4 separate regions of the Mus musculus genome follow, and all the other regions are linked to region 3. The links are chromatin contacts, called in public Hi-C and targeted proximity ligation maps. All regions are on one chromosome and are shown on one strand. The core of a region is the stretch at or near the end of the contact, and the rest is flanking DNA. Distances in the headings are between cores, read along the strand shown. Region 1 holds the start of Kif11 (kinesin family member 11). Region 2 overlaps Ide (insulin degrading enzyme). Region 3 overlaps Btaf1 (B-TFIID TATA-box binding protein associated factor 1). Region 4 holds the start of Ide (insulin degrading enzyme).

Region 1 (7,305 bases), core at 3,078-5,577, 360 kb after region 3:
AGCTGTCGGTGTGGCTGTTGGAAATTGAACCTGGGTCCTCTGGAAAAGCAGCTGAGCCATCTCTCCAGCCCCCAAAGGGAAGTCAAGTTTCCTTTACTGTTTGAATTGATATTCTTGGCTCTAAGAAACATATCTGGTGAAATGTAGCTAAATAGTAAATGTTTTGTTGACTAATCTTGGTACTGCCCTTTCATATATCATGTTTCAAATGGAATATTCAAGCAAACCATGTGCATGATGTTGCTAATGGGAACAAATGTGTTCATTCATGTAGAAGCTGAAACGAAGCGCTCTGGACTCCAAATAATTCATCGTTTGGAGAAAACAATTAGCAGCTAGGTTTGTAACAGGACAATGCCTTTACAGTGCTCTTCGATAGGAATCTTACATGTATAGAAGAATGCTTGGTATAGGTTTCATTATGTCCCTGTAATGTATGTAAGCATACACTTCTCTTTTAAATGTAAAGAACAATAGGAGTATGTGACCCTCTGGCCTATGATTCTGCACACATAGGGCTCGTTCATCCACATTAGCACACTTATACTATACCACAAACACACACCAAGAAAGACTTAAAAACTCTTAACTTTTTTTATGTGTACAAGTGTCTTATCTACATGTATGTCTGTGCTTGTTGACTACAGAGGCCAGAAGAGAAGATCAGATCCCCTGGGACTGCAATCTCAAAGAGTTGTAAGCCACTAAGTAGGTACAGGGAACAGAACGTGGGTCCTCTGGAAAAGCAAGGTCTCAAATACTGCAGGCTGTTCTTGACTCTGATGTAGCCAAAGCTGACCTTGAACTCCTGATCCTCCTGCCTCCACCTCCTGAGTGGTGGAACTTACAGCCTAAGCACCAAGCCTAGCTCAAGATTTTCCTTCTTTGTGGACCTGAGGAGATGGATCAGTAGTTAAAGAAAACTAGCTGCACTTCTACTGCCTCCACCTCAAAAGTACTGGGATTATAGGTGTGTGCCAATATACTCAGCCTTTAGGATTTTTTTCTTTTTTTCAGTACCAGGGATCAAGAGCAAGGTCTCAAGCATACTGACCCAATGCTGTGCTACTGAGCCTGTATTTGAAATTTTTAGCTATTTTCTTGAATTCCTTGCCACAATCAAAAAGATTGTACAGAGACACTGTTTTGATACTTATGAAGGAGAAAGACATTTTTTCCTTTTCTTTGCTTCTTTCTTTAAAAAAAAAATTATCTGCTAGGCACTTAATCCTCTAATGATTCTAACAATAAAACAGGAACCCTGAAAAAAATTAAAATTACACACACACACACACACACACACACACACCATGTTTAAGGGTTGAGAATGCTTGTTAACGGTACAGTACCTTCCTGGCATACATAAAGCCTTAGGTTGGATCCTCAGGGCTTCCTAATGCTTTCCCAGGAGATTGATGCTGGCACAGGGACAGGCTGAAACTCTGCTGTCCAGAGCTCTCCCCCAGGAAAAGGCATCATCTTTCAGTTTGGGTAATTTATCTTACAGCTCAACCTATATAGATATGCTTCTGGGCGTCGCTTTCCATTACTCTTGCAGTTCTGGCTCAGAGGGGAAATAAATGAATTTCTTTGCACCAACTCTTGTTTGCAGGGCTTTGTGTATGTGTGTGTGTCTGTGCATTTAGCAAGCAGCAGACCTGGTAAGTCAGATAATGATAATTTTTATTATCTCCATTTTACTACAAGGAAACCCAAACTGTGAAATGTTAAGTATTTTCCTTCAGGTACCAAGGATATATTTACTTTGTCTGTAAATATATATAAATGTCTTACAAGAGACTGGAAAACCAGCGAGGGGTGTAGATGGTAGAGTGCTGGTCTAGCACAAAGAAGCCTTGGGTCTGATGCCCAGTCCAGTATAAATAGGTATGGTGGTAAACACCTGTGATCTCAGCACGGGGGAGGTGGACGCAGTATGATCAAAGCCATCCTCAGCTAGCCAGTGAGCTGGAGGCTAGCCTGAGCTACATAAAACCCATCTCAAAAAACCCCAAAACAATGTGAAGAAGGACCCAGATGAAGTTTACACTCAGGTAGGAAAAAAAAAAAAACCACAACATAATTATAAAGTGTAGTGTTAAAGAAGCAAATAGCAAGTTCCTTTAGACAGGATGGTCAAGTTTTGTTTTTTCTAGGGTCTCTTGTAGTCCAGCCTGGCTTGAATTTGCTAATCCAAACCCTGAGACTGAGATTACAAGCTTGTTCAACCAACCCAGTAAAAAACAAACAAACAAACAAACAACCCCACCAAGCCATGGGGGCTGGTGAGATGGCTCAGTGGTTAACAGCACTGACTGCTCTTCCAAAGGTGCTGAGTTCAAATCCCAGCAACCACATGGTGGCTCACAATCACCCGTAATGAGATCTGACGCTCTCTTCTGGTGCGTCTGAAGTCAGCTACAGTGTACTTATGTGTAATAATAAATACATAAAAACAAAACAAAAAAACCACCCAAACAAACAAAACAGTCTTTAAAAACCAGAAACTGACAGAAAAATGAGAATGAGGAAGGCATCCAAAGTGCCAATGGACTAGAGTTCCACTGAGGCGCTGGCACTCGTAGTACAAGGGGAGACAGAGAACAGGGTAAACACCACCTTAGAATAGTGGTCTGCATGAATGACCCTTTCACAGGGGCCAAGCAAGCCCATCGGAAAACACAGGAATGGTAAGACCTTTTGCATCTAATTCCAAAAGATTAAAAAAAAAAAAAAAAAAAAAAAAAAAGACAAAAAGACAAAAATCATGGGATGCAGCACTCGGGAGGCAGAGGCAAGTGGATTTCTGAGTTCGAGGCCAGCCTGGTCTACAGAGTGAGTTCCAGGACAGCCAGGGCAATACAGAGAAACCCTGTCTCGAAAAAAAAAAAAAAAAAAAACCCAAAAAAACCAACAACAACAAAAAAAATCATGGGCTGGAGAGATGGATAAGAGCTGTTAAGAGCACTTCCTGTTCTTCCACAGGACCTGAATTCAGGTCCTAGCGCCCACTGTAGGTGGTTCACAACTGACTTTTTAACTACAGTTCCAGGGCATTCAATGCCATCTTCTGTCCAAGGGCACCACCACACACTTGGAGGACACACACACAGACACACTACCCCACACATAAATAAATAATCTTAAGCCACACCCCTCAAAAAAAAAAAAAAAAAAAAGCAAACAAGAAACCAGCCAGGACTGGTAGCTCATTCTTTCAATACCAGTATGCAGAAGGCAGGAAGATCATTGAGGATTCTCACAGGGCCAGCCTTGTGTTCAGAAAGATATCTTGTTTAAAACAAACGAATAAATAGCAAATGATGGACATAACACAGTTTGATACTAAACTGGAAATGTATGAAATGGACGCTTGAACTCCTGATCTTTCTGCCTCTGTCCCTATATGTGTTTGGTTTGCTTTTTAAAGGATATTTGCTGAGTGAATGCAGTAGCAGGGAGGAGAAAAAAAGGGTAGCAGTAGGAACATCGAAGGAAGTCATTCAGGGACGAGATTCAAAGTCTTGGAGGAAGGTGATTGCAGAGGAAGGGTCTGGTTAAAAACACGTGTTGAAGTGAGAAAGACTGGCCGGAGGCAAGGGTATAAAGATGTTCAATATGTTCACTTTGTGGGACATTTTGAGATAGCAGTGAGTCTCTGGGGCTAGCTTTTGTTTTGTTTTTGTTTGTTTGTTTTTGGAGACAGCGTTTCTCTGTGCAACCAGCCCTGGCCGTCCTGGCCTCGCTTTATAGATCAGGCTGGTCTGGAACTCGGAGAGCTCCTCTGCCACTCCTGCCTCCGAGAGTAGTTTACCAGTAGACAGTTGGCTTTGCTTAATCCAGAGGACCAGGGATCTGGAGTGCGGAAGGCGGGTATTTGGCGAGGTCGGCGGCGCTTTCTCTGATCCTCGCTAAGTTACATCGGAGAGGCTAAACCGCATTTAAGATCCCGCGAAACAGAAAAAGCAGCTCCGGAAACCCGATGAGGCGGAGGACTCGGCTTTTCTGTTTCCCCGGTCCCCACCTACACCTTAAACGGCCGAGTTGTTCGTCACCTCTCTACGGAAAGCGAGAAGCCTCGGAGGGCGGTAAGGACCCAGCGAATGCGGCGATGTAGGCGTCCCAGGCCCCAGAAGCCCGCCAGCGGCAGCACTGAAAGCTTGCACAGTGAACTTCGGACTACAGGAGCCAGCCTGCACCGCCATCCATTTCTTCGGGTCACGCCCCGTCGTCACCACAGTGACGACACGGCGTCCCATGATGCCTCGCGTGCCGCTCTGCTATTGGTCCGGTCAGTCGTCTCCATTTTTCAAAATTGAGGCGCGGAATCGTTGCTGATTTCGGAGCAGAGGAGGAGGTTCGTCCTGTCCGGCTTTTGCGGGGCGGCGGCCACGGCCAAGAGGCCTGCGTGGACCTCGGGGACGCCGAGCTGCGAGTCTCGGTCCTCGTGGCCTTGGCAGCACCGGGTGAGGAGAGGCTGCTCCCGGTTCTCACTGTGTCTGAGTCTCCGCTAGGCCGGCAGGTTTTGGCTCGACCGTCATGGCGTCCCAGCCGAGTTCTTTGAAGAAGAAAGAGGAAAAGGGCAGGAACATCCAGGTGGTGGTGAGATGCAGGTAAGGAGAGGCTGGGACGAGTCCGGACGCGGAGGCTTAGCTTTTGGGCTAGCCGTTCCGGAGAGCGATTTGTTTACCTTTCTGAAGGACACCAAGTCATCGGTTTCTGGGGCTCCCCGTGTTTTGTTCGGTAAACATGCTACCACGTTTAGTTCTAAATTAGGGTTTGTCTCGGGGGGGGGGGGGATGTTGGTGTTGGTTAAAGTTAAGCTGCAGTCACAAAGAATTTGATGGTTGCTCTTCGCTGAAAAGTGCGTTCCCTTTTAAAAGCCAATGTCGCCGAAAATTTAGCTGTCATTGCTCTGTGCTACCCCGTCCGAGTTGTCAGTTTGGGAATAAAGCTTCCTACTTACTTTGCATGTAGTTTGGCGCTCACCTTGGGGTTATTTCCACTTCGGAAAGACTAATAGTTCTTTATTCTGTGTGTTTGGTCCAATAGATGAAAGTAGGTTTGCTTTTAAAAGGGAACGCACTTTTCAGCGAAGAGCAACCATCAAATTCACCTCTAATAACCAAGTAGACATTGCTGAATTTAAGCTAAGCTGTAAAATGAGTTTATGAAACTCACGAGCTAATGAAAGTACATGGCTAAGGTGCAGCATCTTTTCTCTTTCTCATTTTTCTTCTTCTTCTTTTTTTTTTTTTTGGTTTTTCGAGACAGGGTTTCTCTCTCCTTCTTTCTTTCTTTCTTTCTTTCTTTCTTTCTTTTATCTGCCTTTGTTCATTGACCAAAAGACAAAATTGAGAGGAGGGAGGGTGTGGGGTTCAGCTCTCCCCGACTGACATCCAAATAACTTACCCAGAGTTTTTAATTTTTTTGAATTTTTGTGATGTTACCGAGGTTGGTCTGGAACTATATGTTAGCGTACTTTACTGTCTCAGCCTCTCGGTCGTTTAGCTGGGATTGCTGGGTGACAAGTGTGTGCCACTGTGTCTGCCTTTTTTTTTTTTTTCCTGAGACTGGCCTCAAACTCCGACTAGCTCCCTGCCTTAGTTCTGAGTTCTGGAGTTATAAGCAATTCAAGTTTCAGCTACCAGACCCAAGTTTTTAAACTAGGTGACGTGTGTGTGTGTGTGTGTGTGTGTGTGTGTGTGTGTGTGTGTGTGAGCAACTCTAGGCTTGCCAAAGATACTTAATTGCTGAACTCTGGAGTTTTAGTTACTTAATTTGGAACTTTCATTTTAATCAACAGGAAAGCAGACACACTTAAGAATTTAGGAAAAAAAAAATTAGGCAGATTTAGGCAGGCAGTTGTGGGGCACACCTCTAATCCCAGCATGTTTTACAGATCGAGTTTCAAGACAACCAGGGCTACAAAGAGAAACTCTGCCTCAAAAAATTTTTATTTTTAATAATGGGTATATATTCAGGTGTTTGCACACATACGTGAGTGCTTGTGGAGAGCAGAAGAGAGCACCACCTCTAAGGCCAGAGTTACAGGTGGTTGTGAGTCACCCCCAGGTGTGGGGGCTAGAAACAGAACTCAAGGTCTCTAGAAGAACAAGAAGTGTTCTTACCCTAAGCTACCCAACAAATGCACTTTTTTTTACAATTTTTTTGCAGTATTATTATTATTAGTCAATATTGCCTTTTCTGTGTGCTATTATTTCCTTTGTTACTTACAAAGTGTTTGAGTCATAAAAAGTTACAAAGAACACTGACGGTGGGGGTGTGATGGTACAAGCCTTTAATCCCAGTATTTATCCCTCAAAGTAAGAAATAAAACATCTCATGTGTCCATACTGTCCTCCTACATTTCAAGGCTGGCCTTAAGAGAATTTTTTTTAAACATTTTTTTACCAGTGAAAACGTTTACACGTGTCTGTTATGTACAATAGTTTAGGCATAGGTTTTTCTTTTTCTTGTTTGGTTAGTCTTTTCTCTATTAAGTAGTGTTCCTGGCGCCAGTCTCATTAAGCTTTTTTTTTTTTTAAAGATTTATTATTTATTATATGTAAGTACACTGTAGCTGTCTTCAGACACTCAAGAAGAGGGAGTCAGATCTCGTTACGGATGGTTGTGAGGCACCATGTGGTTGCTGGGATTTGAACTCCGGACCTTCGGAAGAGCAGTCGGGTGCTCTTATCCACTGAGCCATCTCACCAGCCCCTCATTAAGCTTTAATAAGCAATAAATGAGGCTTTCTTAGGATGTTGTACGTTAGATCCTCATCGTCTTGTGTTTGGTGGCAGGGTCTCACTATGTAGCGTTCTGCCTCCCCTGCAACTCATCTGCACCCAGGCTTGAAGTCCTGCAGTCAGTGCTCCTGTGGCAGCCTCCTGAGCCTTAGAAGTGTGAGCCACCATGCCTGATTTTTGATGCTGTTGCCTGTGCCTTTGGTATCTGATCCAGGGAATCGTTGCTAAAGCCAAAGCTGCCAGGCTTTTTCTTCTTTGTTTCTCTAAGTTTTATGGTGTTACGTCTTAGGTGCAAGTTTTTGGTCCTCTTTATGTGATGTTAAGTGAGACATTCGGCTTCATTGTGTAGGATACCCAGTTTTCTGTCACCATGTTACAGAGATTACTGAATGGTTTGGCTCATTTGTCTAAAATCATTTGCCCATATAGGAGAGGGTTTATTTATGAGCACTCAATCCCACTGGTCTGTGTCTGTCTGTTCCAGTCTCGTTTATCGTATAGTTTTGACTGCTTACACCTTTAGAATAAATTTTAAAATCAAGAAGTGTGAGTT
Region 2 (6,752 bases), core at 3,650-6,149, 270 kb after region 3:
CAGAGCTTGTAAAACTAAGCTGCCCCATAGGACCATAGGATGTGCTTCCCGCGGCACTACCTACAGGCCGGCCCTTAGCATCCTTCCTTCCCTATGGAGAATGTAAGGCGTCCTTTTTATGGCATGAGATAGAGATTCACTATCATCTCGTTGAGAACCGCTTTAACAGCAGGGCTAAGGATACACTGCAGTGGCAGGGGACTTGCCTGCCTCGCATCCTAAGAGGAGGCTGAGTCCAGTCTCCTCACCATGAGAGGAAAGGGAGAAGAGGAAGAAGAACAGCAGCTCCTGTTTCTGCAAGATGCTAACTGATCATCTCTTAGAAGCCCCTCCACATAGACAAGGTTTGCGCACGGTTTCCCTACAAACACGGTTTTCACATCTAAATATATCAGGCTTGAGACACCGCGCCATGCGGCTCTACAAGTGGGAAATGTCTTCGAGCCTAAAAGCTGTTCATTCGTCTCCGGTAGCCTGCGATCCCCATGTTCCTCTCACCAAGCTGCTCCTTGGTGCGCAGGGTATTGAAGCAAGGCTCCGAGATAATCTGGCAAAACAGCTCCAGGAACATGTTCTCCGAGGTGCTCTGCATGTCTGTCTGGTAGTAGATCTCGATGCCGCAGTTATTGTGAACTTCATTCCTCTGCTGATAAACAAACCATCCTCCTAAGAAGTTTCAAAAAGAAAACAGGCTCAAAAATTATCTGCAGTTTTAATAAAGTCAGTGACATATTTGCTTACTTTATTTTTTTGTCTTAGTGGTTTTTTTGAGACAAAGTCTCACCATGTAGCTGAGGCTGGCCTTGAACTTGCTATTACATAACTTATTGTGCTGGTTAGTATTCATCAATTTGACGCAAGTCTAGATATACTTAGGAAGAAGAAATTTCGGTTCGGGAACTGCCTCCATCAGATTGATTGTGGACATGTCTATGGGGCATTTTCTTAACAAGTAATGTATAGGGGAAGAGTAGAGTCCACTGGAGCCCACTGTGGGCAGTGCCACGCCCGGGTAGGTAAGCCTGGGCTGGGTAAGAAGAGCAGCGAGCCTGGCATTGTGGTACATGCCTTTCCTCCCAGCACAGCACAGCTCATCTCTATGAGTTGGAGGACAAGGTCACATTGTGAGACCTCATCTTAACCAAAACCTCCCAGGAGAGTAGCTGGGAGAGCCACGAGAAGTAAGCCAGTATGCAGTGCTCTCCCGCAGGGTTTCTGCTTCAGGCTCCTGCCCTGAGTTCCTGGCTTGGCTCCCCTTGATGGTGGACTGTAGCCTGTGAGATGTTAAATCCTTTCCTCCCCAGGATGGTTTTGGTAAGTGTTTTATCATAGCAACAGAAAACAATCAACACAGCTAGGCCTCCCGTGGAATCCTCCTGTTTCATGAGTGCTGAGACTACACGTGAGCTCAACCACACGAGGCCTGCCTGCTCCACAGCAAGTTTTCTTTCCTTAAAAAAAGTTTTTACTTTTGAGACAGGGTCTCCTGTAGCCCAGCCTGTCTTGAATTTGCTATCCAGTTGATGCTGGCTGTGGAGTCCTGCTCCTCCTGTCCAGACCCACCCAGTGCTAGGATGACAGACACATGCCAGAAGGCTTGGCTTTAGAAGCCCTTTCCTGGTGTACACTGGCAGCGTTGTTTCTCATGAGAAGAGGAAAGGTTTGTGGGCTGTAAGTTCCATCTTTTCCTCTTCCAGTTTTTCACACATATCCCAAAATATTTTCTCCTTCACAGAGCATGAGGCTTCACTTTCCAGCTGTAAATGCCTCCCAAGGGAGAATCAAGCAAAGGGTTACTTAAGGCATCCATCCACATCTGATCAGCTGGCTACATCAGAGTAATTTTCTAACACCTTCATTTTGAGACTGGGATGTAAGTATGCTATTTCTGAGCTTGTGACAATTTGACAGAGCAATCAGGAAGCAAAAAAACAGGGTCCTAAGAGAGGAAAAGGAAGAGGCATGAAAAATTCACTGTGACATTCTCTTTCCAGACTGGCTCACTCTGCATAAAGGGAAATTCCACAGCTGCTTTCTTCTTTTGGTTTGAAGCTTGAACCCAGGACCAAACACACTCACACACAGACCATCACCTGCCATTAATCACAGGCCCAACCTCAGAGCTGCATGTTCAGCGCAAAGGGATGGTTTTTGGTCAGCAGATCCTAACTCTTCCTCTCTGCCAGGTTTGCAGTGGCTGAGGCACTCGTTAGAAGCAGTACATAATAACCATTACCTGCTTTGTGATGACTACGCACAACAGCAGAACTAGCTGTGTTCCACAGAAGTGGCGTGGAGTAATAACGTATCTGAGTTGCTTTAGTAGCAAAACCCCTGGCTTTAAAGGAATGCATAATCTCATAAACAGTGATGCCCTTTAGTCCAAATGAGAGCCAAAGTGCTGTGAGCTCCGACGTTTCAGAAAAACTCAGAAGTAGTTATTCCAGCTGAGGCTATCAGAAAACGTTTAGTGGAAGTTACAGCCTGGCCCAAGTCTTGGGTATTAAACGTGGGGCCTTGTACATTCTGGACAAATGCTCTATCATTGAGCTACATCCCTATCCCCACAGAGCTGGGACCTGGTAGAAGTTAAGTAAAGTCTTTGGGGACATGTGCTTGAAAGGGACCCTGGGACCCTGGCCACGCCCCTTCTCTTTACTGCCTGGCTGTATAGAGGTGAGGGACTCCTTCACCATTGCTCTTATCTATTACTTTGTTATAAGTACAAGAGCAAATGGCCAAATACCCATGACCTGAAACTTCCAAAACCGTGAGTCAAAATTAGCTGTTCCCCACATCCTATACTGGGTATTTTGTCATAGCTGTATGACAGGCCAGGGGAGAGAACAGAGTATAGACACAGGCCCTGTGACGTGGGTCAAGGAACATGGACAGTGCAGACACGGGGAACACCAACAGTGACGAATGTCCTGAAGTGTCAAAGTTCTTATTCTTGTTTACTATGTCCCCACTACCGTTCCACACTGAAACCATGTTCACTGAATTTCTGTATTCAAAGAAGCCACTGTTAATATAACTATGACCTAACATTATAAATCTCAACATATAAAGCATTTCCTTATGCTGTCTCCTTATAAAAACATAAGGAATATGTTCTTATCTGCATTTGTGACTGTTCTAAAAGTACTCCTGCCAACGATTCCAAGTGAGTGCTATGATCTCAGTGCAGCTTAGTTTTCCTCAATTTTTACTTTTGGCGACAGAGTCGCATATTCCAGCTGGCTTCTAACTCATTATCTTGGTTTATCATTCTCCTGCCTCCACCTCCAAGTGCTGAGATACAAGCACGTACCACGCCCACCTTCGTTCTGTGCTAGGCAAGTACTCTACCAGTTAGACCACATCTCTAGCCCAGATTTCTTTTTTTAGCCTGCAAGTTACCTTGTAGCCCAGCTTGCCCTTGAACTCAGAGAGATACAACTGACTCTGCATCCCAAGTGCTGGGACTAGTGGAGCACATCACCAAGCCCCACAAGATTTATTTTTGTGTGTGATATGTGTATGTGTGTGTGTGTGTGTGTGTGTGTGTGTGTGTGTGTGCACGCGCACGCACGTGTGTAGCTGTGCTCATGAATGTAGGCACCTATGGAGGACAGAGGGTATCAAGATGCCCTCAAACTGGAGTGAGTTATAGGTGGTTTTAAGTCCCCAAAATGGATGCTGGGAACAGAAGTCAGGTCCTTTCCAGGAACAGCGCATGCATGACCTCACCCGCTTAGCCATCTCTCCAGCCCTCACAATTCATATCTCATTAGCTGTATGAGAGTTTTATTCTCTGACTCCTCTATACGCAAGTACTAGACAATTCCAATGTCAATCTCCTCTAAATTACTGCCTGCCTTCACGTATATGGCTCACCAATCAGGGAAATTCTGGCAAAATCACCTACTTGTAACCATATTTCTATAAACGAGGCTTCCTGTAGATCTCTGACATGAAACCATATATTATTTCCAAGCACACTCAACTCATTGTAATTATGCCACATTGTAATACAGCACATTTCAACTTACTGTCAGGGAGCTGGACTTCTCTGTACCGGACTAGCTGACTTGGAAGGAGAGGTTTGGTGTGAGCATGCTCGATAAGAGTGTCTTCTACCATCTGCATAACTCCTAAGGCAGCCTGGAGGAAAGGAAATGCCATAGTGTATTATAAAAACCACAGTACATCCTGTCTTGTGAAAATCAATACAGCCTACTGGATTGCCCATTACAATAAACAAAAATATATGTTCCTAAAAACGGACTTTAGGGCTAGAGAGACTGCTCTTCCATAGGTCCTGAGTTCAATTCCCAGCAACCACATGGTCGCTCACAACCATCTGCAATGTGATCTGACGCCCTCTTCTGATGTATTTGAAGAGAAGACAAATACAGTGTACTCATATACATAAAATTAATAAATAAATCTTTTTTAAAAAGCCAGTCTTAAAAAACCCCAACAGATTTTAAACATTAAATTCATTTAATCCTTTCCAAATGGATAAAAACTGAGTTTGTCAATCAGTACAGTAGTAGTGAAAAGAGAGAGAGACATCTAAGCAACTATCCACATAGTGCTGACACAGGGACTAAAGGCCTTTCTAAAGATGGAGAGGTACTGGGAAGGAGACATTAGCTCCATGTCAGTGACCTTGACCACAGAAGCCGGAACAGAAAAGATACTCGTGAGTATGCATTGTGAATTAAACCACAACGAGCAAGCATCTGAGCCTAGCATGTTGTTCTGGGGGACATATGGAGTGGTCGCGAGTCCAGGCCTGTGATCTGCAGAACAGACGAAATACATTTTCATAAGATTGCATGTCTAGTATACAGCAGTGTCGGGGTTTGCAGGTCCTGATTTCTGCATTCTGAGAGACTGCACCGGGTAGGGGTAATCAGTTTCACTTCTTCTCTGGCTGTATAGGCCAGGCCAGCCACGAGCCTAAGTTAACTATCATAATTCTATTTCTCACATGTCCTTCCGACCTGCTTCCTGAGAAAGCTGAGTTAATTCTAATGTGTTTAGCATTGTGCTGGTTAGGTCTTGAGAGAGAATAGAGGAAATAATCTTACAGTGGTCTACAAAAGCCTGCTAGAACTTCACCTCGTACCTGCTTGGTTATGTTTCCATGGAGAAGTGCTTCAATATGCAGCCGTGACAGCAGCTGAGGTATGAAGGCCTTAAGTCGGGGGAGGGTAACATCTGAAAGAGTAAGAAATAGGATGATCTGTGTATAAATATAAAAACAAAGCTTTGTATCGGAAAGAGTTTCAGATTTATAGAAGACTTGTAAAAATACTAGTGTTCCTTTATATCATTCACCCAGTTTTGTCTAATATTATCATCTTTCAATAACTTTAATAGGATTATCAAAGCCTAAGCAAGCAATACTGACAGACACTTTTTTCAAGGTTCTTTAGCTCAAACCCGAGGCCTTGTACGTGCTGGGCAAGCACTCTCTCACTCAGCTGCACTCCCAGCTGCTACACATTGCTAACCAGAGATGAGGCTTTATTAGGATTTTTAAAGGTTTTTGTTGTTTGTTGTTTTGAAACAGTGTCTCACTGTGTTGCTCTGGCTGTCCTAGAACTTGCTAGTTAGACCAGGCTGTCCTTGAACACCACAGGATCTACCAGTCTCTGCACCATAGTACTGGGATTAAGGTATGTTCCACCAATCCTGGCCTTGGACTTCATTACTACACTAATACCCTTTTTTCATCCAGGACTTATCTCTACTCCTATATTGTAATTACCTGTCACACACCCTTCCTGTCTCTCACTGGAGAGTTCCTCAGAACTCCTTTACTTATCTAGGGTCATCTCAAGGTCATGTATGTAACAGTAGGGAGGTGCACTAGGGAGGCAATGCCCATCAAACATCTGCACAGGCATGTGTCACGGCACTGGATATGTTACAACAAACTGCTTGGCTACGGTGGTGTCTGCCAGGTGCTTTCATTGTAAGCATACTGCTCTACTCTGGGTAGTAACGGAGTAGGGTGTACATGTTCCACATGCAACTTGGAAGTGCCCACCACCAAAAACTATCAAAGTCAAATTTTACCATTATAATTAATAAATACCTGTTGGAAGAAAAAAGTTGAGACTATATAAATATACAGATTTCCCTCAAATTTTTAAATTAAAAATTTTTACACTATTCATCCATCCATCCATCCATCCATCCATCCACCCACCCACCCATCCATCCATCCATCCATCCATCGATCCAGTGTGTGGTGGTCCAGGGTGGAGAGAGAAGCTCATGCATGTGGTAGTGACAAATGTACGGGTGGGAGCGTGGGGGTGTGGGAAGGACAACATACAGCGTCAGTTCAGTCCTCCTACCACACGGGAATCCAACTCAAGGCATCAGGCTTGGTGGCCAGCACATTTACTCTTCGAGTAATATCACTGACTGGATTTCCCTCGAATTTTTACTAATTTTAGCATCTGTAGGTGGCACTGCTGTGGCAATTGTTATTACAGTATCCCAACAGTAAGTTCTCTACCACTCCCATTCCTTTTTCACATATTGGTCCTTCTTTAGGAACTTATTAAGTTAATTAATTAAAAACCTAATAGGTCAGGCATTTTATAGATACTGTTTTTCAATCCAAAAGTATGTGCAACTATCTTAATTTTAAAGGTTACACACACATGCATGCACGCACGCACCCGCACCCTTGGAGTCTTATCTAAGTCTAAAGTCTTACTTAAAGCCACTGAGCTGCAAGTCAC
Region 3 (7,694 bases), core at 3,874-6,373:
ATTAATTATTTCTTGTAGGAAAACCTAAGATTCGAGGCTCTGGGTCTAACATTGCACATCCTAGACTTTGAGCAGAGCCGGTTACTTGGTAACTGGCAATTGTGGGGGAAGGGCCTCCATTGAGATGTAAGTGTTCCAGTGGAGCCATCTGAAGGCGTGACAGTGTAGAGCCACACCCCTTGCATGCACCTGATCTCAGAACCAAGCCAGGTCAGGCACCTCAGTCCTTACAGAGAGCGGGATTATTTAAGTGGCACAACTGAAACTAAGACCACAGTAGAGCTAGGCAAGGTGGCATATGCCTTTTAATCCCGGTACAACAAACCAACGAAAGAGAACTTGCAGGAAAGCAAACTCTTTGTCAGATGCCTATGCTGAGTTTTGCCCACCAACCCAGCCTTGTATCTTCTTCAGACCTCAATTTCCCAGGACCTTCTGGTACTGGGGGGATTAGGTGACATTAAATGCAGGGATGTCTGTAATTAAATGTCAGAAATTCAGTGTGAATCAATAAAAACTTGAGTTTTGCTACCAATCAGTTGAGAATGTTTGTTTGTCACACTAAGCATTATCACCCACCTAAAAAGAGGTATAACCTCTAAAGAGAGAGAAACCATCTTCTGAGCTGGTCAGATGAGCTGAGCTGGAGAGATGGGTCAGTGGGTGAAGGAAGGAGCTCGTCACCAAGCGTAACACCCTGCAGACCTTCAGCAAGTGCAGTCAAGTGTAGCTACTCCCAAGGCAGCCGGCATTGGATCTCACAGGCTTGCCTTGTGGCCTTGTAGCTGATCCAACTACTAGCCAAATCTGTCAAGGCTTCGGTCACATTCATACTACATCAAAACAAGTAGTGTCACTTGCCCACCTCTGACTACATCTCTGCCCCTGTCCCTGTTTAATCTCAAGTCAAGCCAGTACCTCAACATAAAACCAGAAGACAAGGGCTGGAGAGATGATGGCTCAGCGGTTAAGAACACTGACTGCTCTTCCAGAGGTCCTGAGTTCAATTCCCAGCAACCACATGGTGGCTCACAACCATCTGTAATGGGATCTGATGCCCTCTTCTGGTGTCTAAAGACAGTGACAGTGTACTCACATGCATAAAATAAATAAAAACAGAAGACAAAGATTGGGGTGGGGGGAGTGAAGGTAGGGAAGCCATGGGTTTCCTGATCAAAGACGTCTCTCGGGGCTGCAGATGGCTCAGTGGTTCAGAGCGCTGTCTGCTCTTCTAGAGGTCATGAGTTCAATCTCCTGCAACTACATGATGGCTCACAGCCATCTGTAATTGGATCTGAGGCCCTCTTCCAGTGTGTCAGTGACAGGATGCTCATAAATAAATCTTTTTAAAAAGACACTTCTCAAAGGAGAGGTGTTGAGTAGGTAAATGGAGCCCAAAAGAGGAAAAGTCAGGACTGAAATTCAGTGTGGAAGATGGTATTGTAAGGCAAGAAGCTTCAAGATCGCTCATCTGCAGAAATGCTACAATCCAGCGCCGAGGATTAGGAAAAAGCTAATGGCCAGTGAGTCTAGAACATCTGTAAGGAGTTCTCTGACTCAAGACTAAGACAATAGCCCCATGCACATTCATGGCCCCTTTGCATGTACCATACCAACGGAAAAAGCATGGCATGGTTTCATTCATTCAGGAAAACCTTCCAGTAAAAAGTACTGCTTGCGAAAGGGGGAAGATACGTAACTAAACATAAACGATTTGGTTAATGACAAGTCACAGGTGATTGACAAAACATGTCACATTGCCGGGCGTGGTGGTGCACGCCTTTAATCCTAGCACTTGGGAGGCAGAGCCAGGAGGATTTCTGAGTTCGAGGCCAGCCAGGTCTACAAAGTGAGTTCCAGGACAACCAGGGCTACACAGAGAAACCCTGTCTCAGAAAACCAAAAAAAAAAAAAAAAAAAACCCAAAAAAACAAAAACAAAAACAAAAAAAACATGTCACATCGAACCCGGACAGAAACACAAAAACAAAGGGGCAACAGGTTTCACATTTCTCAGAAGCAATGGACCAGAAGAAAACTGGAGTTGCATGTGGATCATATGGATATTTAATGTGTTTTATTTGGCATAGCAATCTGGATGGATACGCCCAACAACTCTAGAATACAGTCCTTAGACGGGTGTGTCGGAAACTGACCCAGACTGACTGACCATATGCTGAAGAGGAATGCAATCCCTCACATATTTCAAGAAACTGAAATTATCCATGTCCACTTCTTTGCCAATTCAATATATTTCAGTTTTTAGGACATCATTGTAAAACAATCGAAAGGACAAAAAAGGGGTGCTAGAGGTGGTTCTAGAAGACTCAAGTTCATATCCTACCACCCATGAGGTAGCTCACAGCCATCTCTAACCTCAGCCCCCGGGGATTCAGCACCCTCTTCTGGTCCCCTTAAACATCAACCACATGTATGACACACATGTTCACAAAACACCCACGTGTAAACTTAAAAAGAAAAAAAAAAAAAAAAGGAATAGCCACACATACCTGTAATCCCGGCGCTTAGGAAGTAGAGGCAGGAGAATTTTGGCTTTGCAGAAAGCTTGAGGCCATCTTAGACCCCAGGAGATCCTTCCTCAGAAAACAACAAAAGACCTTATACTGGTCAACAAAGTCATAGTCTATGTAGATCCCCAGAGTCTACAAAAGTATTAAGCTAGGCAGCTTTAGGAGTTTAATGGGAGATGTCAATATTCAAAGTATTTCTGAATGCTGGCAATAAGAATTTCATTTTTTAATATTTCAAATGTAACTACCAGAATCCATAAGACAGGTGCACTTCTTACAAAGTATGTGAAAATATACGTTGAGCCTTCTCGGACAACAAAAAGTGACCTTGAGACATGGAGCTATACCATGTTCATGGATTAGATACATAGCTGGGGCTGGGCATAAAGCTCAAAGTATGCTCAAGATCCCGAGTTTACTCTCCAGTGCTAGACACCGGAGTGTTCAGAAAAAATATCGCTAGAATTCCAAATATGTATAGACTCAAAGCAATTACATTCAAAATCCCAGTAAGACTTTTTTAAAGAGCTGATTGTAAAGCCGAGAAGGCAGAGGGAGACTTGAAAGACTTTTCATACCCTAGAGGAAGAATGCTGCAGAGGGGCCTAAAAGAAGCTTGGATAGGCAGGCAGACACCAAAATAACAAAAAGCAAGAAGAAAAGCTGGATGGCTGCATGCCCAGGTCAGAAAAACTCACCGCAGAGCTCAGCAACCAGGAGCAAAGAACTGGCATAAAAAAAGACCCATGGCTGCCTGCAAATACACTCTGCTTATTGCTTGAGTTTTCTTCAATGGAGAAGGGACAGTCTCCAAAACTCGGGTCTATATGCTTTAAAAATATCTATAGATACATGAGTGTGTGTGTATGACACCGTGCACATTTTAGCTTGTTCATGAATATATATTCTAAACTAAAATAATAAAACTTAGAAGGAAGCACGGGGCTTGGGATGTGGCTCAGTTGGCAAAAGCATGTGTAGCAGGCAGGAAGCCCTGGCTTTCATTCCCAGCATGGCGGCAAACGCCGGTGCTCACAACACTCAGCAGGCAGAAGCAGCAAGGGAATTTCAAGGTCATCCTTGGCTACCTACTGCGTTAGCCTGGGCTACATGAGACCCTGACTCCAAAGTATAAAAAAAATAAAAGGTTGAACATGGTTTCTTAGACATGACATTTGTGACATCTCAAGGGTAGCTAAGGCAGGAGCTTGAGGAGAAACTGCAGGGTCACATTCAGCTAGTTTTACACACACACACACACACACACACACACACACACCCCTACTTACCTACCTACCTTACTAGCTTGCTCCTAAGCTCCTAGGCTCACCGGCAGCTAGTTTTACAGCCCAGGCCCACCTGCGTAGGGATGTTACTGCCCACAGTGGGCTGGGTCCTGCTTCTACAAGTAACAATTAAGAAAATGCCCAGCAGATACACACACTGGCTAGTCCGATGGAGGCTATGCTTCAGTTGAGGTTCTCTCTTCTCAGCTATGGCAGATTAACAAGATTAGCCAACACAACTTCCTTTGCAATATCCTTTATTAACCAGCAAACCCTTTATAAGCCCGGAAAGTGGGTTGTGTGAACCCAAGCTTAAAGCTGCTCAGTTAGAAGCTGAGACTAGCAACTGGCATCTAAAACGTGGGAAGATGGAGGTAGCCTTGAGGGCTGACTGAGCTCTCAACCTGTGAAAGCTGATGCTATCTCTAGGCAGGTAGTGAGTGGCAGAACTAAATTGAAGAAGCTCCCAGCTGTGGCCACTGCAGGTTACCACACACCTGATTGTCAGGAGCAACTTGGGTTTCAGATTGTGGGGGGCATATCTATCATTCCAATAGTTTGGAGGTTGGAGCCGGAGTTGTTGCATGCTCTAAGCTAGTCTGGGCTACATGGCTCGTACCAGACCAGCCAGGGTTAAGACCCTGTCCTAAAAAGAATTAAACAATGCACACAAAAGGCAAAGGAATACGCAAAAAGATGCTCTTCATCTTTTGGTGAAGACCTACACAAGGCTCTTTAAAAAAAAAAAAAAAGCGGGTGCACATTGGTGATGGATGCTTCTGGAAAGCATCCCCTCCGCCCTCCTCCACCGGCTCCAACAGTCGGGGCCAGTGCTGACCAGCCGCCTGCCACCCACCAGCCCATCAGTGCTGAATGACCAAACAAACCCACAAGTTTCTGTCTCAAAGACACCTTCGCATACTTCCTCCCGCTTCAAGTGGCAGGGCAGCACATCAGAACCTTTTCCTGAAGGGACTAGTGCGGGTGTCCAAGGCAAATGGGCACCCTGAAGAGAGGACTCAATTTGTTCCTTAACGTGTGGCTGTTCGTAGACTTCAAAGGGGGCCCACCTTGGAGCGGTGCGACGGGCTCCACGGCTGCAAGCGGCCCACAGCCACTGCCATTCGTGGAGAACTTGAGTGGCCGTGGTTGTAGCCACTCAAGGTAAGGCTAGCACTCTTACCTGCAGGGCTGGGACCGGGGAATCCAACCCACGACCGTCTAGGACACGTAGAGGGTGACTTGGGCTGAGGAGTGGGCGGGGCCACGTGGGGGCGGCAACCAGACACAGAGGCCCCGCCTCCCGAGACGCCCTTCCGGCCCTCTTCCCTCCCCATCCCGAACTACGTAATGGACCATGTGAGGTGGGGGTGGGGGTAGGGAGCCCGGAGCACTACAGTCCCGCATGCTCGACCCCAAGCCTTAGTACCGATATGAACCGCCCTGTGTTGGGTTCCGCATCCTTTTCCCAGAGAAAGCGTGCAGCAAGACCAGAATCCGCCAATTTTTTTCCAAAGCCCCATTTTCTGAAAAACCTTAGGAGACGTTGGTATCCTTGTGAAAACATAAGATGATGATACTCTTTCACAACAGTTCTGGTTAAGGAATTAGGCCTCAAATGGCAATGGACTGGCAATGAAAACATAAGGCATCAGGTGGGGTGTGTGTGTGTGTGTGTGTGTGTGTGTGTGTGTGTGTGTGTGTGTGTGTGTGTGTGTGTGAATAGCTCAGGGGCAGGGCTTAAATTTACCTTGCCGGAGGCCTAGAAAGCCATCAACAGCACCGCCCCCCACCCCCCATGTGTATCACTTGAACCCACAAGTACCTTTCTGTTTCAAATTTCCTTGTGCGTTTGAAAGTGTGGGCTCTGAGAGAGTGAACTCTGGTGGAATATGTGAGCTGTTTGAAGACCTGGGGTTTTTGTTTTGTATGGTGCAAGTTAGGATTTCCTGATGGATGTAAACAGACGGAGATCGTCCTGAGCAAAAGATGACACGTGTCAGTGCTTCGTACAACTAGATTTAATAAGTTGTTATTACAGAAAAAAAAAGTCCAAACTACAAAGTTTAAGCAGTTAAGCGGTAGCTGCGAGCGCTCCACGTTCAGTCACAGTAGCGAATCCATACAAGCAGTGTTAGTCCAAGCCCCAGGGCAGAAGCCGAGGAAGGGTTACCAGCAAAAAAACAATCCAAGAGAACAGGTAGGAAAAGATACAGTACATTTAAAATTAGTCGTTAGTTGAAAATCAAATACAGAGATCTGAGCTGTGAACATCTAAAATCATGTCCATCATTGCCACGGCGAAAATACAAACACCTACTACTTTATACCCCCAACAGCACTAATGTCCAGGAGCAGGCATTCTCGTGAGCACCCAAACTCTCTGAGTCCCAATGAACTATTGTAATCTTACAAAGTCAACATAACATTCCTGGATCCACTTCCTGACCCACTCTGGGGTATAAAGTCAACGGTATCAATTATAAAATACTCTGGTGGGATGGAAACTATGGCAGCTGAGTTTGACAAGTTTGGATATTAGAAAAGAAAAGAGAAATGTTAGCAGACACAGCATACAAACCAGCGAGAGAGGATTGTCCATACACATAAGCCAGTTTTAACAAAAAGACACTTTTTTTTGTTATCACTAATCTGTGACTACCCTTTCATTCAAACCTGGCAAGCTGAGATGTCACAATACTCAAAATATCTAGGTAGGAGCTTTACCCAGTTAAATGCCACTTTGTTGCTAATATAATAGATAAAATGAAAACTAGCAGTTATTTGCTAATTGCATAAATGCAGTACACTGCATTAGCCCATGCCTCACTAACAAGCGATAAAACACAAGATATAGGCAGAGACCTACGCATAATCTATACCACTAAACAATAATTTCCCCAATTTCTCCTGTCCCTAATCATTTATTTGTAGTTAATGTAAAATTCCAACCAATAGGACCCAATTTGAGTTAAAATTTTACATCACAACTTGATCTAATCTATATATTATTTACAAAACTGAATACATAGAGCGAACCCAAGAGCCACCTCTGGACACACGCTTATCTGTTATTGATTGACCTCTCTCCACTTCAACAGAACTAGAAGAGGCCACCAACAACTAGCAGAAATGCACCATCTATGTAGAGCAAGTCCCTGGATGTTCTGTTTACACAACACCGGCTCTGCACTCAGATGTCTCTGCAGTAACTGCAGTGCCTTGGCAACAGCTGCCTTCCACAGTGCACACGGGGGGGGGGGGGGGCAGACGGTGTGGGGGGGGGACTGAAGAAGCAGCAGCAGGAAGGCAGACAGATCATGCACAGAGTGGCCCAATGTCACCCCAAGGAAAGGCAAGCAAGGGGCCCCATTACAGAGAACAGATGGGGAGTGAGAAAGATGCAGCTAACACAGACAGTGGTGACCCTGTGCTTCCCCAGGCCTGCTGCCAGCCCTGCCTGGGGACACATCAGGTGAGGCATTCAAGTCCTGCCGCATACAAGGTGGAGTCTTCTCACACATGTCACCACTGTGCATGAGAGTGAAAGATCTGGGGCGGAAGGCGGAAGGCACCAGCTCATACATACACTGACAGCAGTAGGTGGTGGATTCTCATTCTCTCTCTCTCTCTCTCTCTCTCTCTCTCTCTCTGTCTCTCTCTGTCTCTCTCTCTCTCTCTCACTCGCACGCACACACACACACACACACACACACACACACACACACACGAAGCACATTTTAGGGAAAGCACTGGACACTGCTGGCCGAGCTAGGCTTCACACCCAATGCTATTTCAGGAGGGGTGACTTCGTTATCTGGCCACGGATTTGGCTGCTTGGCTGCATCTGGTGTTGTATAAACCCACTGTGACATCCT
Region 4 (6,760 bases), core at 3,424-5,923, 320 kb after region 3:
ATTAAAGCTTTTATTAAAAAAAAAGTATTGAAAACAAGTATTTTCCCATTAAGCATATATATATGTGTGTAGAAGATAATAGGGCTTAAGTGACATTACATACAGAAAAAAATGTGTACTCAAGAGTCTATAAAATAGCAAGTTAAATATGCCAAGAAAGTAACTGGCATAGAGGGTGAAATGGATTTCTTTGCTGCTATAACCTAAGCTGGAAGCCTTACAGGACCCTATCAGATGTGTTCCAGGTCAATCTGGGTTAACAATGAGGCCCTGTCTCAAAACACCGCAAGCAGGCATGGTGGCTTGTGTCTATAATCCCAGCATTTGAGAAGCAGGAGGATTACGTCAAATCTGAGGCCAACATGGGAAAGACATTGAATTTTAGGTTGTCTCAAAACCAAAACCAAAACAAACAGCAAAAATAATAAAAATGAGAAGAAAAAAGGAAACTGTGATAACTACCGGGTTCTTATGCTCACAGCACCATCTATCCAACACTACTGCCCCTGGCTCGTCCACAGACTGCACCTATGTGCACCTATGTGCACAGACTGTACCTATGTGCACATCGAGGGCCGCTGAGGACTTGTCTGTGGTGGGATCGCTGATGAGAAGCACTTTGATGCCATTGGCCAGCTCTAGTCCACGGTATTCCCGTTTGTCTTCAGGAGACTTGACAATTTGGTCTTCTATTCTCTGGATGGCCGGATTACTCATTGTGCTGTAAGTCTGTTTTGGGAATCTGGAAAGAAAAGGATAGTTGTTATACAGTAACTGCTCAAGAAAGGGAGAAGGGGGGGAGGGAAGAAAGAGAGAAAGAGAGAGGAGGGAGGGAGGGAGGGAGGGAGGGAGGGAGGGAGGGAAATGAATAAAGGAAAAAAGAAACAAAGAGTTGGTGGCACATCCCAGCCCTTGGGAGGCAGAAGCAGGAGGATCTCAGAGTTTGAGGCCAGCCTAGTCTAGAGTTCCAGAACAGGCAGGACTACATAGAGAAACCATGTTTCAAAAAACCAAACCAAGGAGGAGGAGGAGGAGGAGGAGGAGGAGGAGGAGGAAGAGGAGAAGAGGAGAGAGGAGAGGGAAGGGGAGGAGAGGGGAGGAAAGGGAAGCAAGAGTGATCATCAAGCTAATTGACATAACATCATCCAAAACAGAAAATAAAACAAACACCTACCTGGCTGCAACTTATGTTGCTGCAGCCTCTGCTCGGAGGGGCTGACCTGGGGGCTAGCTGGCTCTCTCTCTCTCTCTCTCTCTCTCTCTCTCTCTCTCTCACACACACACACACACACACACACACACACACACACAAAGAGCTAAGCTTGCTTTCCCACTGTGCCCTGCCCTGAAGGAAAAGTTTTATAGGCTACCTATGGGGTGCAGCAATCCCTCCTCTTCCCCCTCACACCTCTCAGAGGAGCATTAACAGTGCTGTTCTGTGGAGCCATTTTTTTATCTAGCCGAGCACTTCAGTGAGGACTTGACACAGGATGATCTGGTCAGTGTGCTTCTACAAATGGGTTTTAATTACCAATAACTACTTTCACACAGATTCAAAGGTGTCTGTTAGAGAGTGTACTGGCTGGTTTTGTGTGTCAACTTGACACAGCTGACGTTATCACAGAGAAAGGAGCTTCAGTTGAGGAAATGCCTCTATGAGATCAAACTATAAGGCATTTTCTCAATTAGTGATCAAGGGGGAAAGGCCCCTTATGGGTGGGACCATCTCTGGGCTGGTAATCTTGGTTCTATAAGAAAGCAGGCTGAGCAAGCCAGGGGAAGGAAGCCAGTAAAGAACATCCCTCCATGGCCTCTGCATCAGCTCCTGTTTTTTGACCTGCTTGAGTTCCAGTCCTGACTTCCTTGGTGATGAACAGCAGTATGGAAGTGTAAGCCGAATAAACCCTTTCCTCCCCAACTTGCTTCTTGGTCATAATGTTTGTGCAGGAACAGAAACCCTAAGACAAATTGGTACCAGGAGTGGGGTATTCCTGTGACAACCTGACCATGTTTTTGGGAGGACTGTGGCAGGACTTTGGAACTTTGGGCTAGAAGATCCATTCGATGTTAAGAGCTCTGTCAGATGTTGTGTAGGAGCTTGGAAGATAATGTTGAGAACAGCGCAGAAGATGGAGGCTTGACTTGTGAAATTTCGGAGGGAAAATTAAAGACTCTTTTCAGGCCATTGCTATTTTAGAGTTTAAATTTTTGCTTTTGATTGTGACTGTGCCCTGATATTTTTCCCTCTTGAAGGAAAATATTTTAGTGGATCCCACAGTTAAGAGAGACTTTTAATTGTAAAAAGACTTTGGATTTTAAAAGATATTGGATATTTTAAAAGGATTGAACTTTTAATATGTAAAGACTGTGGGACGTTTAAAGTTATTTAGACCTTGGGGATGAATAAGAATGTAAGGGTTGAGGCTTAATAGTGATGTGTTTGTGTGTCAAATTGACAAGGGGTCAATTGTACTGGCTGGTTTTGTGTGTCAACTTGACACAGCTGGAGTTATCACAGAAAAGGAGCTTCAGTTGAGGAAATGCCTCCATGAGATCCAGCTGTAAGGCATTTCCTAGATTAGTGATCAAGGGGGAAAGGCCCCTTGTGGGTGGGACCATCTCTGGGCTGGTAGTCTTGTTTCTATAAGAGAGCAGGCTGAGCAAGCCAGGGGAAGCAAGCCAGTAAGGAACATCCATCCCTCCATGGCCTCTGCATCAGCTCCTGCTTCCTGACCTGTTTGAGTTCCAGTCCTGACTTCCTTTGGTGGTGAACAGCAATGTGAAAATGTAAGCCGAAAAAACCCTTTCCTCCCCAACTTGCTTCTTGGTCATGATGTTTGTGCAGGAATACAAACCCTGACTGAGACAGAGAGTAAGGTGAGAAGTTGTGTGAGAATCTATACTGAATCAGTCAAATTGCTCAATTTGGTAGATTCTATGATAAGGCTGATCAGGAACACACATATGCTCAGATCACATGGAATAGCCTCCACGAAGAACAATGCTGGGAAGTATTTCATAACAAGATAAACAAGCTGCATTATGAAAGCAGCCAAAGCCAGGAATGAAATAATGCAAAGCCGGGAAGCCTCAAGTGATTTTTGTAATGTGTTAAAGCGCTGCTGGGACAGGACGTGTCTGGACACCTCATCTTTCCAAGGACTTCCTCAGGCAGGTCTTCCCTTTCTTCTCCAGGGAGGCTGGAGACAGTGATAGAAAAAAGCAGCACCAGCAAATGGGACTTTACAGGGTTCTTATTGGGGTTGGTACAATGAAGGGACTCCAGATTGGAGGTTTTGCATAGTTTGGTTTCGGTTTTGTTTGTTTGCTTGCTTGCGTTAAAGTAGGATAGATAGTATTTTTGTCTAACTAGGAACTGATTAAGAGACAAAACATTAAAACTCAAATATCGGCTAGTTCACATTCGAAACAGGTAAAGTCAAAACACATCTGAAACTACGGAGAAGAAATGAACCTATGCTAGTACCCTGGCTTCTTACTTAGAAGACAAAAGTAGATCTTTAGTAAAGACTAACAGCCAGGGCTTCTGACACACCTCAGAGGTAGAACACTGGCCTAGTATGCATAGATAGTCCACACTATAACAATGAAAAACAAGTAATCGGACCAGTAGCCAGACCTAAAGATAAACCACAGGAAACATAAGTAGGTGTGCAATTATTTAGATAAAAATAGTGTGTGAAAACCTCCAGACATGGGTTTTAGATGACGCAGCGGCTACGCCCTTGCCACGTAAGCATGAGAACCAGAGTTCAGATCCTCACAACCCACAGAGCTGTCAGGTGGGTGGGGTGGCTCACCTGTCATTCCAGCCTCCAGAGGTGAAGCCTGGAGATCCCCAGATCAAGCTGGCTAGCAGGGCTGGCCTCATGGGAAACTATGGGCTTGCCAGAGAAACCTCACTCCATCAGTTACAATGGAAGAACAATCAAGGATCAATCTTAGGCTTCCATACACAATTTCTAGCAGAATATTTTCCTCTTTGAAGTTATATGTAATTGTGTATGTAAGCAGAAGAAAAGCTGATATGCCAAAGACATTGGCTATTACCACATTCTCATAGATCTTCTTTTCAGAAATGATGCTTAGATTTTGTTTGGCTGGGTTTTGTTTTGTTTTTGTAAGATAGGTTGTTCTCTTTACATAGCCAAAGCTATCCTCAGATTCACTGTCCTCTCACCTTGGTCTCCTAAGAACTAAGATTACAAGTATGTACCGTCATTCTTGACCGATATTTGGTATTTTAAAGATCAATACTGTAAGTAATACTAAATGTATTGTACTGATTTTAAAACTCACATAATGCAGGACTAGGGAGATGGCTCCATGATTAAGAGTGTGTGGACTCAGGTTTAGTTCCCAGAACCCACCAAGTGGCTCACAAACATCTGTAACTCCAGTTTCAAAGGCTATGTCCTCTTCTGGCCCCTACAGCACCAGGCACACAAGTGGAGCACATACAACATGCAGACAAAGCACACATATAAAACAAAAAGTTTTACTCATATCGTGCTTTTATACAGGCAATGCTAAAATGCAAATATTTTCTTTAAAAAACAAAGTAAAGGCTAGAGAGATGGCTCAGCCCTTAAGAGCACTGGCTTACTCTTCCAGAGGTTCAGGGGTTCAATTTCCAGCACCCACACAGTAGCTCACAACTGACTAATTCTAGTCCCAGGGAATCCAATGCCTTCTTCTGGCCTCTGCAGGAACTAGGCATGTATGTGCTGCACAGACATGCATATAGACAAAACACCCATTCAGAAAATAAAAATAAATATTTCTTAATGTAAAATACAAAACTGGGACCAGGGAGATGCCTTGGTCTACAGAATGCCTACCATGTAAGCAGGTGGAACTGAGTTCAGGTCTCTGAGGTCAATGTAAAAGCTGGGTGCTTCAGCTCACTCTAACCCCAGTACCGGGGTAGGGAGACAAGCTGGTACCTAGAGCTCAACCAGCAGCTATTACTCTGGATAAAACACTGTATTAACACCTCAAGACAAGGGTCTAGGGGATGGCTGTGATTCAACACTGGCTAAATAAGCTTGAGGACCTGAGTTCGGGTCCTCAGAGCCCAAGTACTTCTGGCTCTAATTCCAGGCTCTAAGGTGGAGTCAGCAGATCTCCAAAGCAAGCTAGCCAGCAAGCCTAATCAGACTGGGAACTCTGGGTTTGACTGGGAGACCTTGCCTCAGTGAATAAGCTGGGGCTGGTGAGATGGTTCAGTAGATAAGGGTGCTTGCCACCAAACCAACCTAAGCTCCACCCTGGAACCCAAGGAGCACACCAAGCCCTGCATGCCGCCTTCTGACTCTACCTGTGCACCACAGCTCACACGTATCCACTCACATGTGCAGAAATAAAACAAACAAAGTAAGGTGGGCAATGACTAAGGAATATACTGCACATCACATCAGCCTCAGCTTCTACACACATATACACACAAACACACACACACAGAGAGAGAGAGAGAGAGAGAGAGAATTTGGAAGTGAGACACCTGTTTAGGGAATGGGGTTGTATGTTGTATGTGTTGTAACCCAGACAGGCCTTATACTAGAATATGTAACTGCTGATGATACTGAGTTCCTGATCTACCTCCCAAGTGCTGGGATTCCAAGCATCACCAACATGTTCCACCATGCCCCAGTGACATGCCATTACTAACAACTGTTTCCTATATCTGTAGCCATAATGCAAGAATTAATAAGGAAGATGAATATCAAAGTCTAAAGCTCAGTATTTGTTACAAAACACATGCCTCAGGATAGCAAAGACGTGTGCTTAAGACTCCAGATAAGGGCACACAGATGTGTTTGGTAACAAGTCTGGGTACTTCATTCTCAAAAGACAAATTTGTTTAAAAGTAGCAAATGCCTTCAGTACCTTGTTTTAAAAACTTTGAGTTCAATATAGAATCACAATTTAGAAATGTTACTTTCCACCAGGCAGTGGTGGCGCATGCCTTTAATCCCAAGCACTTGGGAGGAAGAGGCAGCACTTGGGAGGTAGAGGCAGGTGAATTTCTGAGTTCGAGGCCAGCCTGGTCTAGAGAGTGAGTTCCAGGACAGCCTGGAACTGTGAGTTCCAGTCACAGAGAAACCCTGTCTCAAAAAACAAAACAAAACAACAAAAAAAAGAGGAGGAGGAAGAGGAGGAAGAAGAGGAGGAAAAAGAGGAGGCAAGAGTGTCGGTATTCACCTATAATGTCAAAATGGAGGTTCGAAAGATCTGCAGTGGTTAGATACCAAAATGCTCCCCACCCCTCACAGCGCACAAACTAAGTCCCAAGACCTCCTCCTCTATACCTCTCATGACCCTCCCCACTCACCACCCAATCTCAAAAAGCCTAAACAAACAAAAAGATCTCAGCTGTTACAAGTGGATGAGATAGGTGTGTTCACCCAGCACTGGGGCGGGTGGGAGGAACTGAATTCCAATCTAGTGACAGAAAGACCGTATATCAAAAAGAGGAGAGAAGACACATAATAGGAGAGAGAATAATATCATATGCTACCAAATAACCTTTCCCCAAAGGAAAAGTAAGGGAGAGGGGGAGAAAGGAAGAAAGGGACGGAGGGAAGAACGGAAGGGAAACGGGCATGGGCATGCATTCCTTTAATCCTAGCACTTGGAAGCACGAGCATGCAGATCTCTGGGACTTTGAGGCTAGTGTGATCTACATATGGAGTTCTGGGCTAGCTGGCCACACAAAGACACTGTCACAAAACAAAAC

What was found. Hi-C and Micro-C count contacts between places; a contact is called where the count stands out from the background.
Region 1: a targeted proximity ligation map of embryonic stem cells shows a contact between it and region 3, with 3 times the contacts expected there. A contact is called at or near these places in 2 of 39 promoter capture datasets (cranial neural crest and liver), 1 of 484 Hi-C or Micro-C datasets (embryonic stem cells) and 6 of 130 datasets of targeted methods (embryonic stem cells, extraembryonic endoderm stem cells, large pre-B cells and 2 more).
Region 2: a Hi-C map of bone marrow-derived macrophages shows a contact between it and region 3, with 26 read pairs. A contact is called at or near these places in 5 of 484 Hi-C or Micro-C datasets (the AML12 cell line, bone marrow-derived macrophages, brown adipocytes and 2 more) and 5 of 130 datasets of targeted methods (bone marrow-derived dendritic cells, cardiomyocytes, embryonic stem cells and 2 more).
Region 4: a contact with region 3 is called in a Hi-C map of bone marrow-derived macrophages, with 28 read pairs. A contact is called at or near these places in 8 of 39 promoter capture datasets (the 3T3-L1 cell line, the C10 cell line, HPC-7-derived erythroid cells and 3 more), 1 of 484 Hi-C or Micro-C datasets (bone marrow-derived macrophages), 3 of 130 datasets of targeted methods (cardiomyocytes and embryonic stem cells) and 3 of 9 other capture datasets (adipose tissue, liver and pancreatic islet).

The regions. Positions count from the first base shown.
Region 1 is chr19:37,372,055-37,379,359 of GRCm38.p6, forward strand. It overlaps Kif11 (kinesin family member 11), which reads left to right and starts at 4,328. Exons shown (of 22, transcript NM_010615.2): 1 at 4,328-4,613. The coding sequence starts at 4,540.
Region 2 is chr19:37,280,087-37,286,838 of GRCm38.p6, forward strand. Ide (insulin degrading enzyme) reads right to left here. Exons shown (of 25, transcript NM_031156.4): 18 at 5,120-5,211; 19 at 4,035-4,146; 20 at 499-666. Among named protein-coding and RNA genes, the nearest start is that of 4931408D14Rik, 19 kb to the left of the region's middle.
Region 3 is chr19:37,013,523-37,021,216 of GRCm38.p6, forward strand. Btaf1 (B-TFIID TATA-box binding protein associated factor 1) reads left to right here. Exons shown (of 38, transcript NM_001080706.1): 38 at 1-535. It also overlaps a transcript of Cpeb3 not described here. Among named protein-coding and RNA genes, the nearest start is that of Btaf1, 91 kb to the left of the region's middle.
Region 4 is chr19:37,329,871-37,336,630 of GRCm38.p6, forward strand. Ide (insulin degrading enzyme) reads right to left here and starts at 4,674. Exons shown (of 25, transcript NM_031156.4): 1 at 4,662-4,674; 2 at 558-742. The coding sequence starts at 4,674.